2 separate regions of the Zea mays genome follow, and region 1 is linked to region 2. A link is a contact called in public Hi-C data. All regions are on one chromosome and are shown on one strand. Each heading gives the region's core, a stretch centred on a gene start, on an enhancer-like site or on the middle of the called end of the contact. The rest is flanking DNA. Distances are from core to core; before and after follow the strand shown.

Region 1 (4,307 bases), core at 607-3,106, 140 kb after region 2:
CAGGTTATTCCTTATCTATTCATCGTTCATTGATTTTTATATATCTGTTCTTTGCATTATCGTAACATTAGGGCGAAATATTACAGACTCAGCTAGATGATGAGAGGAGGCAACGTGAGGAGCTGGAGAAGAGGATGGCGGAGATGTTCGCGTACATGCAGAGCCTTGGCGCCGCACAGGGTCATGCTCCACCACCTCCGTTGTTCCCTGCAGCTGACCCTACAGAGTTCACTACTCCTGTGAGTATCAAAATTTTAGTACTGCATGATATTTATTCATATGTTCTCACACATACAATCTCTTCTCTGTGCAGGGTCAATCGGCGGCGTCGAACAACCCTCATGCTTCGTCCAGCCCTTCGCCGAACCAGTCCAGATGCCCACCTCGTTGATGATCTGTTTTGTGATGATCCAGACTTACCTTTATGAGTGTTGGTGATGTTAGTTAAACTTTATCTTGTGAGATACTTGGTGATGTTAGTGATGACGCAGACTTATATCTGTTTTGTGATGATCCTTACTTATATTTGTGAGACTTTAGTGAGACTTTGTGATATATATGGTGTTCATGATAAATGTGTTCATTCTGTGATGTGATTGATATATAATGTGATGTGAATCATATATATCTTTTGTTTGTTTGGATGGAACAACAAAAGCAAATAAAAAACGGACATTCTGGTCACTTTGCCGAGTGTAACACTCGGCAAAGGGGCGCTTTGCCGAGTGCTATGACCATGACACTCGGCAAAGAAGGCAACCTGGGAACCGGTAAAGCCATCTTTGCCGAGTGCCGAGTGCTGACAATGGCACTCGGCAAAGAAGGAAACCTGGGAAACGGCAAAGACATCTTTGCCGAGTGCCATTACCAAGGCACTCGGCAAAGGGACTGGCAAAGGGGCCCACTGGAGGGTTCTTTGCCGAGTACCTGTCCAACAGACACTCAGCAAAGAAGCCTCCTTTGCCGAGTGCCTACTAGAGCTCTCGGCACAGGGACTGGCAGTGGGGCCCACTGGGTCAGTCTTTGCTGAGGGCCTCTCGAGCAAACACTCGGCAACATTGACCTCTTTGCCGAGTGCCACAGACGGCACTCGGCAAAGGATCCGTCACCGTTACTTGGCGCCGTGACGGTGACTTTTCTTTGCCGAGTGCCCGACAAATAGTACTCAGCAAAGAGGCTGTTGCCGATGTACAGTTCACCGAGCGTTCTTTGCCGAGTGTTACACTCGGCAAAACATTTGCCGAGTGTAAAATTGCCTTTGCCGTGTGTCTGAGACACACGGCAAAGGAGCTGATTCCGGTAGTGCTGGTGTTCAGTTCACATTTTATGTGTACTCGTCAGTATATAAGAACAACCTAGCTAGCTATAGACAGAAAACATGTCTTCACCGTGTAGAGCCGAGCTGAGGAGGCTGCTGCCGGTGGTCCGATAGACTTGACGTGACCTAATTACCACGGTCCACGGTTACACAACAGAGCCTACACAGGACCGCTCCCAACTCTGCGGCTCCGATCGAGTACGAGGTGAAGGACCATGCTCAGGCCACGTACCGGGTGTCGAAACAAGGTCCCGCGCTCTCGCCGTCGTCGCTAGCTCCTCGCGCACAACCACGGCGACCACCTGCTGCTGCTGCCGGCGCCAGGCCACCACACGCACTCAGATTTCAGCCCACGGAAACGAACGCACAAAGGTGTCGTGCGCGTGCGCAGGCTCTCAGCCCGTGGCCGTGGGTGATTGGGACGTTCACCTCAGGTCGGAGGAGGTCGCTGAAGGAACGGTGCGGGGGAGATCCGGCGCCGTACGCTGGTGGGATCCGGCGCCGTACGCATTGATGGAGCCTTCCATTTACTGCAGCCTCGCCGCCGCAGCGGATGGCCCAGCATGTCCTGCGGCCCAGTGGCCCCGCCCGGCCCGGCAGCGGCTGGAGCTGGATGCACTTTGATGATCCCACGTGGCTGAGATTCGGGGGGACGGTCGGATTTTTACTTTTTGTTACTCCCGTCCCGTCACCGCGCGCTCCGTCCGCAGGGCCTGGCCGGCTGACCTAGGGAACCGCCTCGCGCGGGCCAGAGCTCAGAACGGCCTGATCTCGATCAGACGGCTCCAACCAGGACGAGTCCTGTCGTGTCTCTGTGGTGGTGTGTTGCTTCTATCTTAGTTGTGCAAAGATTTCAGTGTTACAAATTACAATGCGCGAAGCAACAGGGTCCGTTTTGCTACTTTAGTGCAGAGACTTAAGTTTAGTTAGTGGATTAAAATTTAGTCTCTACTCTATTTGGTTTTAGAGACTAAAAGTATTCATAACGTATTAAATGAATCATAAGAGAACTAAAATACCACTTAACACTATTCCGTCATTAATACAACTGAAATAAAGGAGAGATAAAAAGTAAAATTAATATAATTTAGTCTCTTTTAGTCACCGCTTAAAAGACTAGAGACTAAAACAGTTTAGTCCATGTTTTAGTCTCATTATTTGATAATTTAGAGACTAAACGAGACTTTACTCAAACCAAACAAGGCCTAATGCAGCCTATTCTTACTTGTGCAAAGATTTCAGTACACGAGAGCATCGCTGCTCATTTAATCTACTTCACTAAAGTTCAAAGATACTACTGCCGACTGAACGAGTGACACCTGCGTGGTTGCCGTTGCGGCTATGGCTGGACAAAAGCCCCGCTACCCGTTATCTAACCCGATCTACCGAATCCGAATTATCCGATCACTAATTCAAATAACAAGTCTAAAAACCTGATTTAAGTTTAGGTAATTCAGGTTATAAGTTTGAGTACTCCATTTACCTAAAGTACACAAACCCTTGTATCATTGTAATGTTTTTAAAATTTATGATGTACCAATATGTGGATAATGAACTTCAATCAACAGATTTATGAGTAGTGTGGTGTGTTTATTGAAAAAATTACATTATTTTGTTACATTTAATATTTACTTTAATTTGATTGTTTTACTACTTGGTACTACAATTGGGTAATCCGGAAAAACCCAAACCCGAATTTTCGGGTACCTAAAATTTTAGGTAGAGGTTGTGAATGGGTATATTTCGAATTTCACTTCTCATTACCCAAATTTTCAAATACCCGAATTACCCGGTCCAAAAAAATCGGGTAACCCAAACACCTAGGCCTAGTTTTGGCAGCCATATACTCCACTGCATATCGCTTGCACGAGGCAACATATCCCCGGCGCCCTCGTTGTAGAATATTTCCATCCTGGCGGCACCAAGTCCGACGTGAAGATCGCGCCGGAGCAGCCCGCCATGATCCATGACTTCACCATCAACCCATCACCTAGCACTTCGTGGTGGTGCTCCAACACTCGGGGTGGTTCCGTGGTAGCTCCCCTATGGTGCTGGATAAGGGCAGGACCTGCTCCGAAAGTAAGCGTGTGACGCGTCAGTCTCGGAGAGGGTGTTGGTGGGTGGACGTGACGAACTGCATGCTTTTGGCTTCCGCCTAGAGATGGCAATGGGCCCTAATCTTCGATTTCCCGTGGATTCTTCCATTAGAGGATGATGATAGAAAAGTGTCTTCTCCCACAAGGATGTAAATGAAAGATTCTCTTCTAATGGGTAAACATGGACGAGGATACGCAAGCATTCCCATACCGTTCCCGTGGGGACTCGTTAAATTTACATGTGACGATGTTTTCATGTAATAGTTTTTATAACCGCCACAAATCAGATCCGGCTGATTATGGGCAACTGAGCAATTACCAGTTGAACCGGCCCTAATCTCGGTTGAACCAATATTCAACAGAGATCTCTTTGTAAATTCCCGGTTGAACCTGAATTTAAAATTCCGGTTGAACCTAAATTTTCCAGAGAAGAATCTGAAGAATTCCGGTTGAACCGGTATACACACGAAAAAAAATCAAATTTTGAAGGGAAGGAGGGAGAAATTAAATGGTGACTTCGCAACTCTTCAAAACAAGAATTTTGAAGCGGATAGAATTAGTTGGTGCATACCATCCTTATCTCGCGAAAGAAATAAGGATATGGTGATCCCTATTACTAAGAGAAGATAATAAGAGAATATAATCAAAGTACTTGGGTATCTTCGCCATAAACCACATGCAGATCTTTACTTTTCATCACTTGGTTTCCTGTTAGTTCATTTATTTCATTCCTATGCATCCTTTTATAATTTTGAAAACTGACATACTAGGAGCAAACTCATTAGTACATTTTTATTTGTTTTGTCCATTAATCAATAAAACCCTCAAGAAGTTGATTGCACTTACAGTTTTGCACTAATAACAAAGGAAGTGAGTTCTAATTATAATTTAAG
Region 2 (3,838 bases), core at 1,314-3,813:
CCTGTCGCTCTCCGTTTGTCCCTTCCGCCCCCAGAGTTGTTTTTTGAGCTGCCGGTTGCCGGTGGGCGCGGGGGCGGTGGCCGACCCCTGTGAATGGCTACGTGGACTATCCTAATCCTCGTCACCTTTCGGCGCAATCACATTTTTCTTTCTCTGTAGAAGTAGTCAACTAGACGGATTATGACATGGACGGATGGCTTCGAGCCTCCAGACAGCTCAGCAGAAGGGGGTGCCAAAGGGCAACTTATTGGACCAGCTTTGGCCTTTGTGTGTGTGTGGTATGAAAGCCTCTTGACCTTTGTTCGCACCTTTTGATAACTGTGTGTCTACTGTCTAGTCAAGCCAGCTAGCATGCGATCGAGTAAAAACTTTCTCTATTAATAATCCGATCGTAGTCATTCCAGGAACGAAACGACTAATTGTGTTCATACGAGGGTAAATTAGGGTCGGATGAGGATATTCTCTTCATTAGAAAGGTGCTGGGGTCATACAAAATGCAATTTAAGTACGATTAATATCCAAATTCTGCTAATGAATGCATAGGTCCTGAACTTGTGTGACAGTCACCTCTTGCCATTGCAAGCTGCTACCAATGTAGGTATATATTATACTCCATCCGTTCTAAAATATAAGTCATTCCAAAATTCTTGAAGAGTCATTTTTTTTTCAAGTTTAACCAAATTTATACAATAAAGTAATAACATTTACGATATCAAACGTATACCATTAGATTTTCCATTAAATATATTTTCATAGTATATCTATTCCGTGTCATAAATCTTTATGATTCTCGCTATACTTTTGGTCAAACTTTAAAATCTGAGTCTCAAGAATTTTAGAATGACTTATATTTTGGGACGGATGGAGTATATAAAAAAGTCTACAGAATCCTGTAATATTTAGAGGGTAGTCTACTTCCACCCACACCATCAAACCGGTTGTCTAACCATCTGAACTTTACAAAACCGAGTAAATAACTCTCTAGGCAGTTTTAGCAAGTTGCTAACGCCGCAATACCAGCCGCAATACCAACGTGACACCAATTTTATCTATTTCAGTTCTGTGATCTAGCAGTATCTAAAATTTATATAATTTTGCACAAAAAATGTTAATCAGATATTACATTTTCTCTATTTTTTTTAGAATTTAGGAGTAGCAGCTTAATTACTAAAAATAAAAGACTACATCAAAGGAGCTAAATATTTTTGTCTCAGATTTATTTTTCTTTATCTTCTCAACTATAATTTTGCACTAGGTAATCTATCTAAGCTGCCATTAAAACACATAAGTTGAACCATTCTTTTCTTGAATCAGAGTTCAGATGTGGCATCATTTGAAAACGGTGTGTGAGTTTTGATTTCCTTGAAGGCGACATTATCTAGCATTTCTTGTAGGGGCCGTAGCTTCTTTGAAGCCAAGGCTGGATGATAATTTCCATTATCTAATAGTGTGTTTGGTTTGAGGAATAAAGTGATCCATTTTCTTCTCACTCTCCACTTTTTTATTTGGTTTGTGGAATAGAATGAGTTGATCCATCACCACCTCATTCCTCATAAGCTAATAATTAGTATATACATGAGGAGTGGGTTGATTCCACCAAAATTAATGGAATGAATTTATGATGCATCACCTCATGAAGGATAGAGTGACTCCACAAACCAAACACACCATAAAAAATTTAGCATTTCTTGTCTTGTTTATCACATCAGGCAGGAGGCTCGAACCTTCAAAGTTTGACGAACATGTTGATCCTATCACTTTCAATAACCCTTCGGTCTCTTACTTTACCGAGCTCTATTTTTCCCCTTGTCTTCATATATAATTCTAAAAACCTAGATGTACCATGTTGTCATCTACGCCATTAACATTAGGTTACTATTAAGAGAAACGGTGCAAATGTTTTTTAGCTATATTTAAGTCCAATCCGTTTAGCAGTTAACATTGTGCTACTATTAGGAGAAATGGTATATATGTTTTTTTAGCTGTATTTAAGTCCGAATCCATTTAGAGGCCGACGGGATCCTCTGTAATTACGTCCGTGGATGTAACTGCACCTTGCTGGACGTTACCGTATCCGTAATATAGAAATAACATATTTATGAAGTCAATATTCATTGATATCACATCTAACATAGTCTATTTGTTCTATAATAAGTGCATTTATAGAGTTCAAAATTTGTTCCAAAATAAATAATACATATATAACAGAACCAACTAACTCTACTTGTAATTTTCTATTATCTCTTCCTAGAATATAATGGTTACATCTTTATAAGGGTATATATATCATTACATATACTAGTATTGATCTCTTGACCCAAACTATAGGAGGATACTCTTTTATAGGACTTTCGAATCTAAATTTAAATAAAAACATGAAAATAATTGCAATATACTCTCTTCATTTTTTAGTTGTCGTTGAATAGTTTAATTTTACACTATCCAGTAATAACTAAAACAAGACAGAGTGAGTAAAGTAATATTCATTCTTATTCGATCGTTTGCATACTGCATGTCCTCCTGTGTGCCCAGCTCGGCAGAACGAGTTACGACGTAATAACGGCGAAGAGAGGAATTCCATACAAAATATAAATAGCTCAAACTCCCAAATACCTGCTCCACCTCCACCCCCTCCCCCTCTGTCCTGTCTTCCTCTCCTTCCTCCTCGTCGTCCTCCGCCATAGTGGCGAGCACGACAACAGCCACGCCTCACGCCCTCACCTCCAATCATTGGCCTCCCCAACCCAACCTCTCCCCGCCCCGTCCTGTTGAGCCGGGTGATTGACGGATTATTAGTTAATCCGGGGGCTTCACCTCGTTTTAGCGGCCTCGTTCGTTCGCCTCCGCAAAAGGCTAACGCCAGCCCGGGCGCGCGCTAACGGCAGCAACGACAGCAACCCGCTGGCTAGCTAGTCCTCCCCACGATTCGACTCCGCCACCGTCCCCGGCCCAGGTGCGTGGTGACCGAATCCTCTATTTCAGCAATTTTTTAGGGAATGATGTGGAGAGGGTCGGGCCGGGGATTTGTTTAATGGTGCCCGCGGCTAGGGTTGTTAAGTTGGTCCTCTGATCGGGGCTTCGGCTTCTGGCGATCTGAGGTCTGACCATGGCCGCGCCGGGGTCAGCGATCAAGGTACGCGGGGTCTCTGCTTGGCTGGCTGGCTTGGGTGCGTGACGGATCTGGGCTGCGGGAATTCTCTGACTTTTTGAGATTTGTTAGTGGGTCGTGGATGAATGGGGTTTAGCATGTTGTAGTGGTGGGGAAATTTTGCTTGGTTGATTTCCGGATGGCGGATTGGATCTGGCCCTTTGGCATTTGGAATGGGAATGCCCATTTTGTGTGATTTAGATCAGATGTTGGATCTCTATAATGGTGTAAGCCGCTGCCTGGAGACCAATCTTATGAGAGCAGTGATTTTGTTTTTCTTTTTGGACGTGAGGTGGATCTGGGTGGCCGGAATTTGGTCTGATTTATACCTGTTCATCTGCCACTCGATGGCTCTTGTTGATCCTGATGCTGATTCGTGCTCCAGAAGTCATTGGATTTAGCTGCCCACTTGAATTGTTTTGGAAGCCAAGCCAATGTTCGTTTAGTTTTGGGTGTGTTGGAGGCTTGGAGCATTCGGGTCATGCAAGTTCCCACACATCCCTTTTGTTCTGGATTGAATGAGCTGGATATGGATGTTTTGTTGGACCTAGGATGTCATGTATTCTCAATTGTGAGTTGCACCAAAAAACATCGCATTCCTTGGGTTAGCTTTCAGCTTTCTGTTGAATGGGGGATCAGGATCTTAGCTTGCTCTATATCACGCCAACTCCTTAGTTTGTGGATGTTCCT

The links. A called contact is a pair of places that touch in the nucleus more often than the background predicts.
Region 1: a contact with region 2 is called in a Hi-C map of leaf, with 3 times the contacts expected there. The contact joins the enhancer-like site here to the promoter of LOC103638857 in region 2. A contact is called at or near these places in 2 of 25 Hi-C or Micro-C datasets (ear and leaf).

What each region holds. Positions count from the first base shown.
Region 1 is chr9:111,874,450-111,878,756 of Zm-B73-REFERENCE-NAM-5.0, forward strand. No RefSeq gene overlaps it. Among protein-coding and RNA genes, the nearest start is that of LOC732789, 15 kb to the right of the region's middle. Within about 2 kb of position 1,857, at least 19 of the 20 cell types and tissues checked have an H3K27ac peak or open chromatin away from gene starts, as enhancers often do. A contact at or near this core is called in ear and leaf, where this site is marked.
Region 2 is chr9:111,735,880-111,739,717 of Zm-B73-REFERENCE-NAM-5.0, forward strand. It overlaps LOC103638857 (villin-3), which reads left to right and starts at 2,564. Exons shown (of 23, transcript XM_035962621.1): 1 at 2,564-2,953.